Linked DNA regions of Rattus norvegicus: region 1 is linked to region 2. Evidence: chromatin contacts called from public Hi-C data. All regions are on one chromosome and are shown on one strand. Each heading gives the region's core, a stretch centred on a gene start, on an enhancer-like site or on the middle of the called end of the contact. The rest is flanking DNA. Distances are from core to core; before and after follow the strand shown.

Region 1 (4,292 bases), core at 988-3,487, 43 kb before region 2:
AGACACATTTCTGGGTGTGTCTTCCAGGGAGCTTCTAGATCAGGTTAACTGATATCAGAAGACCCATCCTAAAAGTGACATAATCTGTACACACAGTGTGTGTGTGTGTGTGTGTGTCTCAGACTGAAGAAAAGAAAATCAAAAGGAGCAGTGAGCTAAGGCCTGTGTCTCTGTTCTGACCTTCTGACCTGCAGGCAGAAAGCCATCAGCCTCCATCTCCTGCCATCCTGACTTTCCTACCGTGATAAACCGTGTCCTTTAACCGTCAGCCAAAATAAGCCTGTCCCTTCTTTTATTATTATTATTATTATTATTATTATTATTATTATTATTATATCTATTTATGCGTATGAACATTTGCCTGCATTATATCTGCACTATGTGATTGGTACACAGAGAGATCAGGAAAGGGCATTGGATTCTCTGCAACTGGAGTTATGGGTGGTTGTGACTCTCATGTGGGTGTTGAGAATTGAACCTAAGTTGTCTGCAACAGTAGCTGGTGCTCTAACCACTGTTCTTTGGGCCAACTTTCCTTCCTTCCTTCCTTCCTTCCTTTCTTTCTTTCTTTCTTTCTTTCTTTCTTTCTTTCTTTCTTTCCTTCTCTTTCCTTCTTTCTTTCCTTCTTTGTTTCTTTCATTCATTCTTTTTTAACCCTGTACTTGTCCAGTCCATTATTTTGTCACAGAAACCAGAAAAGTAACCAGCACAAAGGCCAAAAGATGGAAAGAACATAAACTTCCATCGTTATCCTAGACAGAAAATCTGGTGCAAACTTACAATGAAATAGTTTAGCCCTAAAGAGGACTGAAACAGGCTAAGTGGAAAGACTTAAATCATAAAAGAACCCATACCTTATAAGTATCCACACATACAAGATAATCTAGAAGTCTGTAGTAGCAAAATTAGTATTCGCGGTTGCTGGGGGTAGGAAGCTAGTGAGAAACTGCTTGGTAGGTAATTTTATTTCAGAGTAATGGAAATGTTTTGGAACTAAAGCTGTGGTTACACAACACTGTAAATGTACTAAATGTCAAGAGATGTTTACTTATAAATGGTTACTTAAAAAACTTGTATGTGTATTTGTAAATGCGGTTTGCAGGTTGAGCACGTAGCACTGGGTTCGAATCAAGGTCAGAGGATGACTTTCAGGAGTCTGTTCTCTCTTCCATCATGGCACCACCAGGTTTTACTCTGCAAACTTTTTACTGAGTCACCTTGCAGATACCAAATGGCTACTTTGAAAATACACAGAGGTAGAATGGGAGTCTGAGGTCAACCTCCAATTAAGAGGGAATCTGGCACATATCTTTAATTCCAGCACTCAGGAGGCAGAAACAGACCAATCTCTTTGGGTTCGAGGTCAGCCTGGTTTACAAAGTGAGTTCCAGGACAGACAGGGCTGTTAAACAAAGAAACCCTGTCTCGAAAAACCACAAATAAACAAAGAGATAAAAAAAATTGAGAACCTATTTCAAAGAGGGATTAAAAAAAAAAAAAGCACGTTGACAATGTCACATTGTCCTTTAGGTGTCTATTCCACTGGGGTTGTACGAAGGCTCACAACAGGCTTCAGTTTTCCGTGGGCCATATTGGCGCATCAATTTTATTTTTTTCTCCATCTTTATTAAATTGGGTATTACAGGGTCTCATGCAGCTCAGCATGGCTGTGAACTCCTGATCCTCTTGCCTTTACTTTCCAAGCGCTGGGATTACAGGTGTGCAACACCATACTTTTAGTTTTTGGTCAATCTGGTGTACTACAGTGAACCCTCGATCTGCAATACAAATGTGGAACCTGAGGTTTAATATAGTATGAGAGCTTTCCCGCAAAACCCGTAAGCCGCCATTCTCCATGGATGTCAACTTCGGAAGGAAGCACCAAAGCTGGGCCCTGGGCTGTGTGTCATCTGGCGCGTCTGGTCCTCGGAGGGCCTCGCGGGTGGCCGGACCGAGGCTGCAGCCCACTGCCGCTGGCCTCCGACCAGAAGCAGTCACTGTACCTCCACAGGTTGAGCCCCGAAATGGCGGCCACAGTACCGCGAGGGCCACGCCTCCAGAGGCGGGGCCAGATTCCAGGCCCGAGCGATAGATCCCCGAGCCAAGTTTTAAGCGGACAGCCGAGCTCAGGAGCTCGCGCAGAGGCAGTGAGTCCGCGGCGCCGCAGGTCGCCAAGACGAGTGTCGAGCGCAGGGCTAGCTCGCCGCCGCAGCCTGAGAGCGTCTTCATCGCGGGTGCTTGTTCCGCCATCTTAGATGGCGGGAGTTAGAACGGAGCGAGCTTGAAGCAGGAAGGCTTCTCTGCCGTTCTCCGCAGGCCCTCAGACGGGCCAGCTGGCCGAGCTTTGGGGCGCGTGCCCTGAGGCGCGGGGCGCTAGTGCAGCGATGCGGGGCCTTCCTGGGGCCCCGTCCCCCGGGCTGGGGACACGCCGAATGTAACCGCAACCCGTTCTCTCAACCACCGCTGTCGCTGCACTACGGGACCCGGTGCTGCCCGGCTCCCTCAGGTAGGCCGCAGGGCTGACGGTGCGGCCGCGGGGCGCAGGGTCCGCCAGGCCGCTGTCATCCTGGTGGCGGGTCGGGCGAGGGCTGGGTGTCATGGCCGGCGAGCCAGTTTCCACACCCCTGCTCAGATTTCCCAGTGTTTCTCGGAAATGTGCCAGCGCCACTCCGGTGCCCAGCGAGCATTCCTCATATTTTGGCAATGGGGAAAAAAAATCCTCCTAGAGCTGCCCAGTGTCTGGGTTGTCACTGGGATGGGCTCATTCTTTTTCTCTCGGGCCGCAGAAGTGGGGGGAGCCCGGCCTTGCACCTCCTCTCGGGCTGCTTCGCTTAAGTGACACCCTTTTAGGGAAGACGAGAAGAATCAGGGACGGCAGCGAGAAACGGGTCAGTGCCCCGTCACAAAGACGTGGGACCTCGCCCGGAGCTTCCAAATGGGAGGCCGGGGATGCTCGAGATTGGGAGCTGGACTGCCTTTTGTGTGAAGCGACAGCCTCCTAGGCTCTGCAGAGCCAGTGAAGGATGCAGAGTTGGGACACCACGGGAGGCGAGGTGGCCGTGTTCATTCATTGTTCTCTCTTTAGGGCCCAGGGTGTGCCTCTGGTTTTCATTCTTTGTTTGGAGGGACAGTCGGATCTCTTCTTTCCGGGTTGAGACGTGACCGGGTCTTGGGGAATGGGGCAGGTCTGTGTATAGAAGTGGGGAATGAATTCAGGGCACGTATGGATGCCTGCATTGCGTCCTGTGGGGTCTGTGGAGACTTAGCTCCCGGGGCGTGAAAACAATGCGCGGTGATAAGGCTTGTTTTCCCAAGTGTTCTTGGGATTTAGAACAGTTAGGTGCAGAATAGAGAAACCCAGAGGTTCCTTGCTTGCTTCTGCGCGGAGTTTGGAAGGACTGTTCGCTAGGTGAGGTAGCGGGGAGGACATTGTCAGCGGGGGAACAAACAGCTGGCACCAAGGCACAGGGGCGTAGCCTGCGGGAGTTAGGATGATTTTGGGGAGCAGTTAGTAAATATGGGGTGCAGGTAGGCGGACGGCAGGGTCTAAGAGGAAAATTGATAGTTGCGAAGGGTCTGTGTGATGGATAGTGAACTAGTTCGTTTGTTAATTAACTTCATGTTGTGAATTTTTAGTTCTTGCGGGTTGCTGCTTTGCTCCCCTCCCGCTATGGTAGTGAACAAGATTTACCTTGTTAAGTCTAGCTAACCAGTTTTGGTAATTGATAGGAAATGTTTAGTGCTTTTTCACTGGTTCCTCTTCAGAGATACTCTTGCAGCTTTTTCTAAGGTTATACCTGCCTTCAAAAATACTGAGGTCATAAACATATTCTTTACTAACTCCTGAGTTTTAAATCGCTGCTGACCACGTAAAAACACGTTCCCCAAACGTATAGAATTCGGCAGATTATAGAAAACACCTGGAAAAGTGTAGCATGAAAGTATTTTTTAATGAATCCTATTTATGTAGTAGACTTTTCTTTAGACTGAGTTCCCAGGTTGCAGCTTTGTTAAGTCTCCAGCCCCATGAACATTTTATTTTGTTATTCTAATAAAATAGCTAATTTGATTAAGGCTTATGCTGAAGTGGCTATTTAGAAGTGAAGAGACATCAGGGGCAGTTTCCAAATCTTTGGTATTGTGAACCACTGAAAAACACTGAGGTTCTTTTGATTTGTTTTTACTCTTATCACTTCAAGGGCTAAGTAAGCTGTTTAAAATCCAGCAGCAACATTTGACCTAGCTGAGACTGGATACTTGGAAAAATAAACCTGCTGATGTTTCTGTTCGAA
Region 2 (4,568 bases), core at 253-2,752:
AACCCTTTTTCTTTCCTCTGATGTAATTGATCCTTTAGGAGAACTTTCTGACCTCTGTCACCCCTAAATTGTGTGTCCTACACTCTCAAATTATGCTGTAGTTCTCCCTTACTGACCTAGCGATTGGTGACTGGCCAGCTAAGTCCCTGTTAGTAGTCAGTGACATCAAAATCAGGCTATGTGAAAACAGATGCGCTGTCATTCCTTGGACTCACTCTTGCTCTTCCTACTAGCTTTGTCTCCACTTTGGATCCAGGTGGTGTGGTCTCTTTGACGTTGTTAGACAGCTCTGCCTTGCTTCTTAAGACTCATCTCTGTCTTAACCCAGCTAGAAAGGAGGAGAGAAAAGGGCAGAGATTGGTTCTGCAGAGCTCTACAGTCAGCCACAGGGTTCTGTGCAGGCAGTTCATAGTCACTTCAAATTATCCTGCTGTCCTTGATGGTTCTGGCGACTCTTTCTGTTTTTTCTCTTTTAATTAATTTCCTAGGCTTTGATATTTTGGAAAAATATCGACTCTTTAATATTTTATCCAGTATTTCAACACTGTGGGTACAGACACTTTGCATTGTGCTTCCAAGCAGCCACCTAGTTTTTGAAGCCTAGATTAGGACACTGCATGGGGCACCTACTGCCTAGGCTGTCTGGTATACATTGGTGTCTGCCACTAAAGTCAAGCAGGAACTTTGCTCATCTGTTTCCCATTCACCCTTACTACTTTGAAATTTGTTAGGAAGATCATCTCTCCATTTTGTTGAAAGTAGGTAAGATTTTATTATAAAGCCTTATCTCATGTTTGTTTTACTTTCTGTTGGACTTGCTTATATACACTTACAAGTCCAGATAACTAGAGTGTATCCCCCCCTTCCCCACCATACAACTTAAAATTATTTTTAAAAACATATTTTTGTGTGTGTGTGTACGTGTACCTGTACATGTGCGTGCGCGTGCGCCTGTGTGTATTTGTGCTCCACAGTAACGTTTGTGGTGATCAGAGAATGGATAACTTCTGCTGTTAGTGTCTGCTTTCATGATATATTGGTCTCAGGGATTGAATTTCAGTTGTCAGGCTTGGCAAAAAGTACCTTTCCAGAACTCTAATGTTAATAGCAAGGCATACATCTTTCTAAACCACACAATATGCATAAACACATATTGGTTTCCCCACTTTAAGAATACCCTTACTCTGTATTACTCTAATAGAAATACTTTCTCCAGTTACCATGCCACAGACTACTGTCCCCTCAGATAGTAATGCAGGGTAGTGCAGGAGGCGCATATTGTTGCCAGTGCTGAGTCAGGTCTGTGTGCATTCGCCTGTACTTAATTCTGGATGTTGAGGTGTTTTTCCTTGTCCGTTCACTATTGCAAACAGTATGAAATAAGTCTATACCATTTTACCTGTGGGTGTGTGCACTTCAGGGTTCACTTTTGCAAGGGGTGCTGTAGCCTACATTGGTTCTAAAGGTGCTCGTTTGTTTGCAGGTCAATGTGCGGAATGGGATGAGCTTGCACGACTGCCTTATGAAAGCTCTGAAGGTTAGAGGCCTGCAGCCAGAGTGCTGTGCAGTGTTCAGACTTCTTCAGGAGCACAAAGGGTAAGAGCAGAGCCAGGGGGCCACCTTTTAGAATTCTAAGCATTTCCTGGCCACAAATAACTTGTTCTATAACAAATGCTTTGTATTTGCTTCTTAGGGATTGGTGTGTGTGTATATACTTTATTTTTAAAGTGTCAATTCAGAAAAATTTGCTACTGAGAACTTGAAATTATTGCCTGGACATTGTCCTAAAATCTACAGTGCATAGGAGATCCTAACAGCAATATCCAGGGATGTAGGCGGCACTGTTAGAAGGCATGTTTTTAACTGCGAAGAATTTTCCTGGTGTTTGCCATGCAAGTGGGTACTCTGAACATGTTTGCATTGTGGTTTCTATCCCCCCCCCCCCCCCCCCTTAAGAGTGCTAGGGGCTGAAGAGTTGGCTCATTAATGGCATTTGCTGCTCTTGGTTCACTTCCCAGCACTCACATCAGGAGGTTCACAACTAGTTGTAGCTCCAGTTCCAGGAGCTCTGATGCCCTCTTCTGGCCTCCAAGGGAATCTTTGCACACATACCACTTAGAGACATTCAAATATACAGAAAGACGTCTCTTCCCTCTCCTCTTTTTTTAAAAATAATTTTTAAAGATTTATTTATTTTATGTATATGAGTACCCTGACTTCATGCACACCAGAAGATGGCATTGGATCCCATTACAGATGGTTGTGAGCCACCATGTGGTTGCTGAGATTTGAACTCAGGACCTCTGAAAGAGCAGCCAGTTCTCTTAACTGATGAGCTATCTCCTTAGCCCACTCTTCTCCTCTTTTCTGTCTTCTTTCCCTTATTCCTTGTCCCTTGGCCCTTTCTCTCCCCCATAACCCCGGGGCCCCTATCCCTTATCCCTTTTCATCTTTGGCTTGAAGAAATACGCTAGTCAGTGTAGTGCTTGCCATGCTATCTGAGTGCCAGACTGCCATAAAACCCTGGCTGTGGTTGTTCTTGTAACCTCATCACCAGGAGACATAGATAGGCAGGTCCCTGAAACTTGCTGGCCTGTTTAACCTACTTGCTGAACTCCAGATCAGTTAGAGAATTTGTCTCAAAAAGCAAGATAGATGGGACCTGAGGAATAACATCTCGTGTTGTTTTGCTATATGTATACATTTTCTACAGTCCTAAAGGAAACTCTTGTCATTCATGCTTTCCTCACCCATCTCTTTTTGGTGGTACTGGAGACAGAGCCTAGGGCCTGGAATATGCCAAGTATTCAGTTTGATGAGTATTACATCTTGACTGTCTGATAGCCACAAGACTGAAAGAGGCAGGGAATTTCTACTTCCAGGAAAATACACCTTATTTCCAGTGGTGGTAGCAAGATAGAGGTGGTTTCCCCATCCTCAAAAGCTGAGATCATGGCCCATAGCAACAGAGCACCACATATGTATTGTTCTTTACTATGTTAGCTAAACCTTTGACTCTGTCCTCTTTAGGGAGCAGTGCTTCTTCTGTCACTGACCTCTTGCTTGGTTTTTCTGTGGTTGAGTTCCCTGGCTGGAGAGAGCATCTCAGGGAGTGACTCCTCCTTCCTCTGCTTATTCAGCCAGTTTGCTCATCTTCAACTTGTCATCACCTCTATCTAGCTAGATTGATTTCCATGTCTGTTCCCAAGCTGATACATAGACTTCCTTCAGGACTAGGGAGATTCTGAGACAGAGTCTTGGTCTACTCTTCTCCAAAGCTGTACTGATTTGGAGCTGATCTGCATTCTCTCCTCCCTTTTCAGGAACTGGGGTTTCCTTCCTGGTCTTCATTAGGAAACAATAGTACTTTAGACAGATGCCATTTCCCTACCTTGCATAGGGGATTATCTTAAGGAATGAATTATTGCTCTTTGGGTAACCAGGGGAGTGGCTTGTTGGCTTCTGGAAGCTGATAGGAGGGGCCTGAGTGATGTCATATGTGCGGTACATTTGGAAATATTCATCCTCAGCAAATGGGAAGAGGACCTGAACAACAGTTTTTGCTTAAATCACTATGGTTTCCTGTCTTCCTTGTTCTGGACACAGAAAAAGTGGTGTCAGTCAATTTTAAAGACTGTTGTGCTCCTGTAGACTTGTGTTTATTATAATTTCTACAACCAACTTTTAAGCCTGTAGGTAATGCACAGCACATGTGTTTGTGTTGTGTGTGTGTTTCAGGTGGAAGTAGGTGTTGAACACTGACCTGTAGTGGCCTGGTAGGATTTTAACATTACACAGTCATTCTTGTCATGGGATTGTACTTCATTGTTTAAAGGACACTTTTTTAGGAGCATACACTTTGGCTTATTTTTTGGGTGGAACCAGAACACCTGTGAGGTGTGCTTAGCCAGCATGCAGTAGACAGAACTGCTCTAATGTCTTAAGCCTTGTCCAGTGCTCTCTCATGTTATGCTTTGGGTAATTTTTAGTAAGAAAGCACGCTTAGATTGGAACACCGACGCCGCCTCTCTGATTGGAGAAGAACTGCAAGTGGATTTTTTGGATCACGTTCCACTCACAACTCACAACTTTGTAAGTTTCAGCTTCTCTCTTTCTTTGCCATTTTGGGCTCTCTACGGTAGATCGTTGACCTTCCTGAAAAGCCCTGGGTGCACATTAGTTGCTTTCAGCCCTCCCTGTGCTGTCATGTATAGCTGGTAGTTTAGAGTCCGCTAACAGAGGCCCCTTTACCCTGAATCTGAATCTGACAGTGTCGGAAGTGTGATTCTTCCCAGTGGGGACTCTTGAGGCTGGTGAAGACAGTGCTATATTTGCTTGTCACTCGAGTTCTCACAATCCTATACCTGCTTTCTTGTCACAGGCTCGGAAAACGTTCCTGAAGCTTGCATTCTGTGACATCTGTCAAAAGTTCCTGCTAAATGGATTTCGATGTCAGACTTGTGGCTACAAGTTTCATGAGCACTGTAGCACCAAAGTACCTACTATGTGTGTGGACTGGAGTAATATCAGACAGCTCTTGTAAGGCACTATGGTTTTTTTCTTTGAAA

Evidence for each region. Hi-C and Micro-C count contacts between places; a contact is called where the count stands out from the background.
Region 1: a Hi-C map of liver shows a contact between it and region 2, with 4 times the contacts expected there. The contact joins the promoter of Raf1 here to the enhancer-like site in region 2. A contact is called at or near these places in 9 of 12 Hi-C or Micro-C datasets (Schwann cells, frontal cortex, hepatocytes and 5 more) and 1 of 1 datasets of contacts at active chromatin or transcription factors (oligodendrocytes).

What each region holds. Positions count from the first base shown.
Region 1 is chr4:150,410,758-150,415,049 of GRCr8, reverse strand. It overlaps Raf1 (Raf-1 proto-oncogene, serine/threonine kinase), which reads left to right and starts at 2,237. Exons shown (of 17, transcript NM_012639.2): 1 at 2,237-2,506.
Region 2 is chr4:150,366,730-150,371,297 of GRCr8, reverse strand. It overlaps Raf1 (Raf-1 proto-oncogene, serine/threonine kinase), which reads left to right. Exons shown (of 17, transcript NM_012639.2): 3 at 1,484-1,596; 4 at 3,990-4,092; 5 at 4,382-4,539. Among named protein-coding and RNA genes, the nearest start is that of Mkrn2, 35 kb to the right of the region's middle. Within about 2 kb of position 1,502, at least 1 of the 93 cell types and tissues checked has an H3K27ac peak or open chromatin away from gene starts, as enhancers often do. A contact at or near this core is called in liver, where this site is marked.